Regions from separate parts of the Hordeum vulgare genome. Here region 2 is linked to region 1. The links are chromatin contacts, called in public Hi-C maps. All regions are on one chromosome and are shown on one strand. Each heading gives the region's core, a stretch centred on a gene start, on an enhancer-like site or on the middle of the called end of the contact. The rest is flanking DNA. Distances are from core to core; before and after follow the strand shown.

What was found. A called contact is a pair of places that touch in the nucleus more often than the background predicts.
Region 2: a Hi-C map of leaf shows a contact between it and region 1, with 6 times the contacts expected there. The contact joins the promoter of LOC123427196 here to the promoter of LOC123427165 in region 1. A contact is called at or near these places in 2 of 6 Hi-C or Micro-C datasets (both in leaf).

What each region holds. Positions count from the first base shown.
Region 1 is chr1H:137,066,865-137,072,869 of MorexV3_pseudomolecules_assembly, reverse strand. It overlaps LOC123427165 (serine/threonine-protein kinase 38-like), which reads left to right and starts at 4,537. Exons shown (of 13, transcript XM_045111140.1): 1 at 4,537-4,967. The coding sequence starts at 4,810.
Region 2 is chr1H:137,995,420-138,001,346 of MorexV3_pseudomolecules_assembly, reverse strand. LOC123427196 reads right to left here and starts at 4,521. Exons shown (of 22, transcript XM_045111191.1): 1 at 3,472-4,521; 2 at 2,830-2,945; 3 at 1,118-1,326; 4 at 21-140. The coding sequence starts at 4,313.

The DNA of each region.
Region 1 (6,005 bases), core at 3,288-5,787:
AAGGGAGTGTGGGAAAATCAAGTCCCATAAATCCCATATTTGGCATGGAGTCCTCATTTGAGGTATTAGACACTCCTGCCAAGTTTCAGCTCCATTGGATAAACTTTGCTATGTAGAGTTGCTCTAACTTCATACTTGACAGAAGGGGTTTTGCAATTATTTGGTGACCTTAACCACCTTGGATCAATGTGAAAATTTGTATGGGCACCAAATATGGCTTAGGGAATCTACTGGAATTTTCTAGGAATTTATGGAGAATATTTCCTTTGGAAATATTTCAAAAGGTCAAAACAGACAGAAAAGGTTTTCAGGGTTTTAATCAAATATTTATAATATAAATAGGGGTTTAAAACCTTATGTATGAAAAATATATGTCCTTCTGAGTATCTCCAAATTTTCTCAGATTTTTCTAAGGCAGAAAAGTATATTTCCTTATAGGAATATCATTTCTCGCCTCAGAAATGGACATGCAATTAAAATAGGGAAATAATTCATAAAATAATTATTTTATGGTTTTGGTGATCTATAATGGTTTTAGAACCAAATCACCAACTCTGGATAAGAGCACTTCTTGCCATCAAAGACTTGTAGTGCAACCCAAAGCAGGGTTTTGAATTAACCAGAAATAAGAAAAAGGTTTTTGAGCATAATTAAGTTATGAAAATATGGTTTTTGATATCACACAACCAAGCATGCAAGCATCCAATGACAATCATGGCACTCACATCATTGAGTTTGGAAAAGTTTTAATAAACTCAGATTTTTGAATTACACAAGAAGTGTAGTGAAAACAGGGTGTGACATAAATCTTTCAAAAAGTCGTGCCCGCAGTTATGTGACAACTTGGAAACTTCGTTTAACACCCGATCATAGCAAACTCGAAGTAAACTTAATTAAAATATGCTAACTGTGTGCGTAACCTTGATTGTCTCTTCTCATGAGCTCGGTATCCAAGAGAGGACATGGTGGGGGTATGTTTGACTCGTAAGTAGGTGTTCAGGATCATTTCTTAATCATTATTAACTCACGTCCGTTTATGCATATATCACCCCCTCTTATTCTTGTATTCATAAGTTAGCCACTCAAATAAATGTTTAGTGCTTGTTGCAGCCTCACCACTTAACCATACCTCACCCATTAAGCTTTGCTAGTCTTGATACCTTTGGAAATGAGATTGTTGAGTCCCTGTGGCTCACAGACTACTACAACAATGGTTGTAGGTATAGGTAAAGACATACTTTGATGTGAGCGTCGTGAATGTTCTATTTGGAGTTTCTTCTTCTTCTTCTTCATCGATCATAGGCTGGGTTCTAGGCCGTCACCCTGGGATTGCAAGGATGGACGTCGTTTTATCGTTTGATTTTTTATGTATTCGGACCCTACTCTTCTGAATGGTGCTCGAATATATGTTTGTATTGAGATGATCATGGATAACTCGTGGCGATTATAAGCCAATTCCATATACTCATCTCTTCTTTACATGTACTTGTAACGATATCCATTCTTGCGAAACGACGAGATGCATTTCTATCCCTGTCGAGGCCCTCGTGCCAAAATAAGGAGATGATCGCATCTTTGGTGTTACAAGTTGGTAACAGAGTAGTACCGACCTAGGAGCCCCCTTGATTGATCGAACTTGGCCAAGTCGAGTCTAGTGAAAAGTTACTTTGAGTCTAGTTATATATCGGAGAGTAGGATTCTTTTTACTCCTCTTCTATGCTCTAGTGAGGAATCCTGACATAAGAATTTTAATTCTACACCTCTTCTCACTCAATTTTTTAAGGATCAAGCGAGTATTTTGGAACCTCTACGATGTTGATATGACGGAATTCTGTACTTGGTGCCTCCTGTTATCGAGGAGTAGAGTTCCAAGGGGTTTTCCATTTTCGACACATCGTTATCATTCAGCTTCCTTAGTATCTCAGGACGCTGGCATTGAAACGCTTCAATACTTTGCTTGGTGCCAAATAGTGCCGTGACTTTTCCCCAATACTGGTGGAGATAGCTCGGATGATCTACTAGGTCTAGTATCGTTGTTTTTTTCGAAGGTCTGAGGTGGATGAGTTTGCGGAACTTCTCGGATATGTGTTGATAGTTGCGGAAAAGGTAATGCAGCTGATTACATCGAGTAGGTTCCCGGACCTGCAACCTGATAGAATAACCAATAAAAATTTCGGTAATTCTCACGTGGGAATTCAAGTAATTACTTAGGATTATCTTTCAACACATGCATGCTATGAGATTGGGGTTCGATATCTAGTGGTTTGTTTGTTCATGGTCTTTCTTACACAGGACAGTCTCGATATGTGTTGTTAGATATGCTTCGTCAAGCCTTGTAGTTCGCTACGCCTAGGGAGCATATTTGAGCATCATTTCAATATGACAATCCAATGTATGATCGAGCCCGTGCGAGCCTTGCCACGAAAACATCGAACGGAATCTCTATCATGAATTTGTTTCTCGCTTAATTTGCAAGCCTCGTCCTTTGTTTTGTTGGAGTATGGTAATTTAGATGCAATTCTAATCCGGGATAATTTCTGCCTTGTTGATTGTTACAGAATTTTACAAATTCTTTTGAATGCTCACTTGACGGAAGATTTTATAGCCTCGAAGCACACAAGATGTGGCACTTTTTTGGTGAGGTCATCTTATCATAAGGAGTTTGAGCACCAGCATGGGGCTCGTATAGCATATGTGGACGTCCAAGGTTCTAAAGTCATTAAGGCCATGTTCGGTTAATTCCCTCACCATAGGATTGAAGGGGATTGGCGAGATTTGAGGGGGATTTTGACTTCCAAGGGATTTGATCCCCTTCAATCCCCATCAAACCTCTTCAAACTCTGCCTAACCGAACAAGCCCTAACGTAGCTTGGAAAGATATGTGGAAACTTAAAATACGAGGAAAGATAAAACACTTTGCTTGGAAGGTTTTTCATGACACCCTCCCGTGCTATGGTGTACTAGCGAACATGCACATACCATGCTCACCTCAATGCCCGGTCTGCTTTATTGGGGTGGAGGATATCCTGCACTACTTATTTAAATATTAACAATTTTCAGAAGTGTGGGCGCAACTGGAACTTCTGTAAGTAATATAGAAAGCGGCCGTTGAGGATAGATCGGGGTTCATTACAATGGAGATCCTATTAAAACTTCAAGGGAGTGTTGCAGATTTGTTAATGACGGAATTAGCAGTGGCAGCGACATGGTATATATGGTGGCAGCACCGCCTAATAGTTAAGAAAAATATTGTTTAGTCTCGGAGAAGCACTAGCTATCAAGGTTTTGGTGATGAACTACTTGAGATCAACTAGTCTCAAAGGTCCATAGAGGAAGAGTGATCACATGTGGTCGAAAATGATGTATGGGACGGTGAAAATAAACGTCGATGCCTTGTTCCGATATAAAACACTCTCATGTGCGCGTGTGCTGTGGCTCGTGATGACCGAGAAGGTTTTATTGGTGCAACAAGCTGGTTTTTGGAAACCATAAATGAGGTGGACTCTGCTGAGCTAACTGCCATCACGAACGGATTATACTTGGCTGACCATCTTGAATGTACTAAGGTAGAATTCAAATCAAATTGCTCCTTTACCGTTGACACGATGAATCAGACCGAGAAATATTTAGGACCGACCGTGGCAATCGTCAATGAATAAAAGCAGCTTATAATATTTTTTTAATCCATGTGTTTCAAACATTGTTGCAAAGAGGCTATTTGATTCAAATGAGGCCTTATCTTGTCTACGAGGGAATGGACTTGATCGTTCTGCCTATGATCATCTTGTGGCTGAAATTAAGGATTTGAGGAGAGATAACAATTTATTTCTCAAAAGTTAGCTAGGGATCAAAATAGAGTTGCCGATCGGTTGACACATTATAGTCGTATAGAGTGTATCAGAGCTGTGTGGATGCATGTAGGACCACCATATATTAAGGATCTTTTGTCTCTTAATTGTAACTCTTTTAATATGAGATAAAACTCTTTTCTCCTCGCAAAGAAAAAAACATTGTTATAGAGAGTGCAACCAGGTGGTAGATGAATTAGCAAAACATTCCTTCACTAAGTACTCCCTCCTGTCCTTTTTAGTCTGCATATAAGTTTTGTCCAAAGTCAAAGTATCTCTACTTTGACCAAACTTATAGAAAAAAAATTACGAACATTCACCATGTCAAATCAACATTCTTAGATTCTTTACGAAATGTAGTTTCATAATATATATATTTGGTATTGTAGATATTGATATTTTTTAATATAAATTTGGTCAAACTTTGCAAAGTTTGACTTGACCGAAATCTAATACGCGGAGTAAAAAGGACAGGAGGGAGTACTAGACTTTCTGGGTCTTGAGATCCGTGACTTTATTTCTCCCCTATACTTGTAAACGATATGTAGAAATAAAGTCTATTTGCTGTCAAAAAAATATTAAAGTAAAACTGAAATAAAATAAAAGGGGTATCGTGTTTCAGGAAAAGAAAAGGTAGGGATAGTATCCTGCAAAATTGCCTTTTCTTCCGAATCAATGGTGTAAAATTGCCATAGAGCTCGGTGTGCTCCATTTACTCATTAGCTGTCTCCAGCCTGTTTTATTATTATCAGAAGGAAAGAAAAGCTGTCTCCAGCCTGTAGTCCTCCACTAAAAAAGACGAGGCTATTCAACTCTAACCTCAAACTAACCAAACAAGAAACAGCCGCGTCGGCGAAGCCATACTAGCACTACCAAGAGAGAAAACAATTTTAAAAGAATTTCGAGTTCGTGACAGCGAGAAGCAGAGCCCAGTCGCGGGGCCGCGGGCGTGCGCGTTAGCATGGAGAGCGAGACGGCGGCGCGCGGTGGCCGGAGCCAGCCGCTGGCGGAGGAGGCGGTGGGGTCCAGCCGCACCATGGAGCGCGTCGCCGCTGCGAAGAAGATCATCGAGAACGACTACCGCGAGCGCATGAAGAACCTTCGGGAGCGCAACGAGAGGTACCACCGGCTTCCCATCCCCGTCCCGAAACTCCCGATTATTTTTATTCGGCCGCGTGCGGGTGTACCTGGATCTCGGGGGGTCGGGATGATCGAGGGGTTGGGGATATCTCATCTCAGCGATTCGGGGCTTTATAATTTTATCCTCGGTAGTTTCCGCTGCATGTCTAGCTGGTAATTACTAATTCGGCGACTTTTAGGGTAGATTATACTGTGAGCTATCTTTGTACTTTGGGTTGTGCAATTTTAGTGTAGGTTGGGGCGAGCTGATTCCCTGAGGGATGTTGGATGGTTGACACTATCTGTTAAGTGGATTGAGTTGTTGCTCACTGCTCCCCCGTTGAGCTGAGCATCCTTTGTCAAATGCGGTTCTTGGATTGTAGCTGGAAGAAAACAGGGGCTTGTGTTGTCTGATTGCTTATGTGGAGAATTGGTCTTGACATATTGGTGCTTGCAGCGTGTAGACCTGAGTTTTTTGCTCCATGCTCACTAGTGCTGTCTTTTGTACTTTTTGGGGGCGGTCTGCCTGTTCAGGCATGCGCAGACATGCTGTAAGTTGGGTTTTAGGTCATCTCCAAGTCGGGCACCCATTCCGGCCCCAAATGTCCGACCTGTCCGGTCCAGACACGTTTAGCGGGCACCCATTTTGAGCTGGACTATGGAATCTCCTAGTCTGGCCCCAAATCAAGGGGCGGAGTAGGAGAGTCTGGACGTCTGCCACGTCAGATCCGACACCCGAACCCATGCCAAAAACCCTAACCAGTCCCTTCCCCGTCCACACCCCACACTATCTTTCCACACCCAACCCTGAGGTCGCCACTCGGCCCTGTCCAACATCTTCGAGGTGCTGCCCTCGGAAGGGCCCATGTCGGCCAAATCCGAAGAGTATCAAGCGGCAAGAGTGCCGGGCGAGAGAGAAGGCGCGAGGGGCCAGTGAGGCGGTGTGAGCATGAGCTCCTCTTGCAAGCTACGCCGCTGTGCCGTGTGTGCCTGCACACACATTGCCCCCTGCCTCCACCCACTCCCATCTCCCGTTCA
Region 2 (5,927 bases), core at 3,272-5,771, 930 kb before region 1:
CTGAAAATATGGTATTCAACCTGTATTGTAGAATCACTCATAAGAAGTTCCTCAGCCAATAGTTCAAACTCTGAATATGGGTAATGTGTCAGGCCAAAAGTTAGAGTAGCCCGAGATAGAAGACTAATTTGTCCTTGTGCCTGAAAATAAGAAAGCAAACAAAAATGATTATAGGAATATTTTTTATATAGGATGGAATAAACAAGTACAGAAAGAAAACATGAATCCACTTATAGTTACAATGTCTGCCAGTTGACCTTTTCATATGGGTGCAAACAATAGGTGATAGGTAAGTCTTGGGCACTAAGTCAGCAGAAGCAAACTTTGTTTTGTCATCCTGTTTAGCAGGCACTTGTACTCTGTCACTTGAGGTGTAAACACTAGATAAAAGTTTGTGGGCTGTCAGGTTTCTTGTACAAATCGACATACCTCTGTACCGACCTACCCCTTGTACTCTCTCTCCACACACAAACACACACACACACACACACACATATTATATACATAGAGCACATAATAAACCATCTAGCCGCATACCTGATACTTGTGTATGTTAGGAAGAAAGATTTCCCACAATGGGTACTATTCTACTCCCTCCACTCGAAAATATAAGACACATTACTATATGTGTGGTCAATGTTTTAAAACTTGCCACTAATATATGTGAAAGCATATGGATTTGGCATGTAAGAATGTTATCATTATATTTGACTTGCAGAACACGTTTATGTCATATATCATTTACAAAACAAATTGTATGTGAAAATCGCGCATTGGAGGCTGGAAAGTCAAGCAACGCCTTATATTTTGAAACAGAGGGAGTACTACATTTTTCAGGCAGCTAGCTTCGCTAGTAGGGAGCTGCGACTACTTACGAGAAATGCAGCACAATAGTATACGAAGACATATTTTGTGACTTTGATGTTTCAAGAAAGCACAAGGGAAGTCACCGGAATAACAGCAATCTATGTATCTGACTAAAAAGACAAAAGAGGATTTCTGTAAAGAAAATTGTTGCGCGAGTTCGTCTCCACAAAAGTAAGAGAAAGAAATGCAGTGCTAGTAGCAAGATCATTATAATACACTGTCAATGGAGATGATATTTTAGGCCTCAGACCTGAAGACGACTCCAGCGCAGGGGCAGAGAAACTTTTGCATGATTCTTGATAAAAACATTTGTCCAGAGTGGCTCATATGGGGGGTCTAAAAAAACTGTATCAGTTTGTGTGCTCAAGTTATTGTTGCTAACAGTAATACTCTTAGGTACTTCTTCATAAAGTGTCCCAGCTGCTCCTGCATTGCCCGGACATCCTGAACTCCTCCCCCCTTAAACGTAAAATAGGTCAAACACCAACAAAAAGTATGTCAATAAGCTTGTGCAAACTGGGCCATTTCCATCTAATAACTACACAGTCAATAATACAAATATTGATAGCTAGCAGAAATTGCTGATGGAGCTTGAGCTCCATGGAGCCCGAAATTTTAAAATTTCAAAAATATTCTTTTAGGTTTCAAAAGATTCTGAAAAAAATACACACATACCTATGGTGTATACTACTTGTCTGTAAAGTTTCAAGGCGGAATAAATTTTGATGCGAGCTCTACAAAAATAAAAAATCATGTATTTCTAGCACATGTACTATTCACTATAAAAGTAGATGGGGTTTTTTACAGCTCACATCAATACGAATTTCATAATGAAATTTTACACACATCTATTATACATATATAAGTACTTGCATACTTATTTTCAGAATTTTTTGAAACTTAGAGAGTCGTTTTTGAATTTTTGAAAATCCTCACTCGATAGCTAGTCCTTTTACAATGAACACACATCTATTATACATGTATAAGTACTTGCATATTTATTTTCAGAATTTTTTGAAACTTAGAGAGTCATTTTTGAATTTTTTAAAATCCTCACTCAATAGCTAGTCCTTTTATAATGAGTGACCTTACAAAATATGAGCAATGTTAAGTTTCATGCACTAGCCAATGCAACCAAAAGTCTGAACTGGCAATCCACATATACACTTCAACAACCAAAAGGTAGGGTGCTATTATTAAATTGACCAGTTTGTTTGGTATTTAGCAAATTACAGCAGATTCCAACATAAGATACTTTGTCAAATTAGAGGGTCAAAACTCTGGACCAGCATGATAAAGTTCACTACCTAACCTAGGTCCGACCATGTAGTTTAACTTCACAATTTGCCAGTGTGAAAAAAAATGAGAATGAGAAGTCGAGTAGATCATTTTGTCATTCTCTCTCAGAATTTTTTGAAGCATATCAGGAACTGAAGCTACCCTCTTCCACGACACAAGTACCACTTTCTAATAGGTTAATCGGAAAAACTAGTGGTTCTGGTCAATAAGATTCATGATGTTTAACCCCAAGTCCAGAACCTAAATTTGAGCAGAAGAAGTTATACTCATTGAAAATTCAGGCTCAGGGGAGATCTGGGCAAACTTTGCAACCAAGTTGATTTTTTCCATTGAAAGGTTAGTTTGAAGTAGTATGCTTAGTTGCTCAGATAGAATAATAATGTAAAAAGTTCCCAAAGTAGGCCACATATTACAATAACTAAACCCTATGCAATGCCTCTCCAAACCTAAACAAAATAGCATCCATAAACCAAATCAACATTCTTTTGCACCTTGATTGACATTTAGCCCGAACAATTGTGAAGACCAGAAAACAAATTCAACTCTACCAGAAAAAAGTGTGAATAGTATGAATATGGCATGTTATAAGAAAAAATAACTCCATGCAGCCCAACAGCTAGAACAGCAATGCAACGATCCAACTGGAAGCCCGTATTGGATTACCATGAACAAAAAAATGGGTGTCATCATGCCTACTGAAAACATCAATAGAAACACGTCCTCCACCTCCCCCAGACAAACCATTGCCTCCACAGGCACTTATTTTGCCACCGCCTTGCCTGTTCGAAGAAAATATTAGATAGGGTCAACTGAATTACCAATGGCCTATAACCAACATATTTGAGTAAAATGGAATTCTACATCATCATCAATTAATTGTGTTTTTAGAAACAGACTCTAGATAAGCATGAGTTGAAATTCTTAAAAACATACTCCCTCCGTCCCAAAATAAGTGTCTTAAGCTTAATAAAATTTTGTACTAGATCTAGTCAAAATTTTAGACAGTTATTTTGGGACAGAGGGAGTAGTATATACTAATAAGTTTGAGGAATGTACATATGAAGGGCCCTGTATTTATAGCAGAGGATGATACTATGAATGTATACTATCACTCCCTCTTCATATTCTAAGCAGATCAAAACACTGTTCCTAAACTAGAGATAGTGAGATTGCATTGAGTGCAATTCACTATTGAATTAAATTCTCAATTGTTCCAAAATCAGGTGCGTATGCACACTATAAAGTGCAGATATTTATCAAAATCTTTCTAAAAAATTACACCAAAATCATTGCAAAAATACTCACATAGTTGCAGCCTTAAGATAGATGCTTCCCCCAGAGCCACCCCCACCATTGGTGCCACCATCACCGCCATTTGCAATAACTGTTCCATTCATGACAATTTCATCTGCAAACAACCACACTACTCCGCCACCCCCACCACCATAATCCTTCTCGACGCTAGTAGACCCACCTTTGCTCCCATAGCTATTCGGGGTCTTGAGCTCAGACCACGCATAGGTATCGCCACCCCACGAGTCCTCCTGCGCTTGACCCTTATTGACGTAGCAGCTTGCGCCACGGCCACCATGCCCACCACCATCTCCATATGTCCCGGTGGGTACGCCACTGGTCTTATCCGGCGGGTTGCCGGCAAGCGCAGTGGTGTCGATGACGGCGTCGGTGCCAAGAGTGATGTTGGTGGCCGCGAGAGAGACCCATCCGGCTACCACACGGGCGCCATGGCCGAAGCGGATATCACCAGACAAATTGGCGGAGACAACGCAACCTGGCCTCTGGCAGGTGACAGAGACGCCGTCGAGGAGCTGGAGGCTGCCATTTCCGCTGATGAAGACGCCGCCTCCCTCGAGCCGCACGGAAGCGGGGACTACGCAGCGCGTGTCAAGGTCGCCCTCGCCACCGAGGTCGCCGGCGCAGGTCGCCGGCGGGGCGGCCGGCGGGGGCGGCAGCGCTGGGGGAGGCGGCGGCGTGTAGTCGTGGAATGTCAGGATCGAATACGCCTCCGCTTCCTCGGCCCCCCGATCGTACACCCCGGGGCTAGGGTTACCTGATGCGACGGCGAGGAGGGCAAGGAGGAAGAGGTGGTGGAGGCGGCGACGAAGGGGAAGGGGAATGTGGTGGGCCATGGGGTGGGAAGCATCAGAGTACGAGCGCCACGGGTGGTAATAGGGGCAGGGTAGGGGTTAGGATCAAGGCCAGGGCAGCGACGGCGATCGCCGGAGATGGCGAGGTGGGCCGTCGGGGCTGGGGTTTGGTGATGGCTTGTTTGCTTTCCACTCTTCCGTTAGCGAATGGGATTCAGTGCGCACAGTGCGGCGGGAGAGAGGATAGTTGGGCCGTTGGATGTGCCTAGTGATGTGGTCGAGCTAATGGGGTCGTGGGGCAGGCATTTTTGCTTTCCGGATGTTTGAGATGTGCTTCTGTTATAATCGGTTTTTTTAGGGAGGTAAAAAATCGATTAGTTTTGAACTCTTTATGACTAAGTCATTTTTTTTACTTTCTAAAAATATTTAGGTTACTATTTTTTATATAACTAAACATAAATCAATTTTAGGCATAAAGAAATTCAACCGAAGAAAAAATCAACCGACTAAATGCATACATATCCTTGTTTGTGACATTTTTAACTGTGGTATGCTTATTACCAATAAATTAAACATTTTCTTACATAGAGTGTGTTTTTTATCTTAGTACAACATACTCGGCAAATGTTAAAGAGTTGTGATTTTGACATCTCCGTAGATCATCAACTACATGCCCAAAGCCATCGTCATGGAGGTCATGTTTCTTTTGTACACGCTTTTCATTCACGTCATGTCTTCTTTCTCTTTCGTGTTAGCATATCTTGTGAATTTTAGAGGATTTTGTCGCTCATACTTTACGGCACCTCCACGATGCATCATGTGATGGAGTAATCCCAAACAAGTTCATGTCACATGGTGAAGGATTCCCACGGGATAATGCATAACAAACTACTTACTTTGTACGTATCACCTTGCCTTTGCAAGCCATTAGGTTGAAGTAAGCTTGTGGGCAAAAATCTATAGTAGAGTGTTTAAACATGTTGCATCGTTTCTTTTGATAGAAAATTTGTATATCGCATTTGTTTCCAAAAAATAAATGTAAACTTTGATAATAAGCTTAGATCTAAAATACAAATATGTTGGTTCTTATGTTCTTTAACTATTGATTGTGTCATCTCTAACAACCAACCATATGTTTCTTCACGAGAGACTTTTACGTATTTTATATGCCTTACTCGACCACTAGTGAGGTTATCTTAGAAAGTGGGGGCTTGTTATCCTAATTCAAATTTAGATTCTTTTGTAAATATTGTTGCTATATTGATTAAATACTTGCCAAATTGGAAAATCAATCTCTTTACTAAAATAAGAGATAACTGAAACACAATGCACTGCTTGCCATTATGTGATATCTAGTTAAGCTTTCTCGCTTGTTTGATTAGGGTCTTTGTGAACACTTATATATATATATATATATATATATATATATATATATATATATATATACATACATATATATATATGTGTGTGTGTGTGTGTGTGTGTGTGTGTGTGTGTGTGTGTGTCGGTGCTAAAACCGGGGGATCTTGAGTAGGGGGTCCCAAGGTGGCGATGTGGGAACGATGTTGAATATGAGATAATAGGGACAATGTTTTACCCAGGTTCGGGCCCTCTCGAAGGGGTAAAACCATATGTCATGCTTTAACTGTAATGATT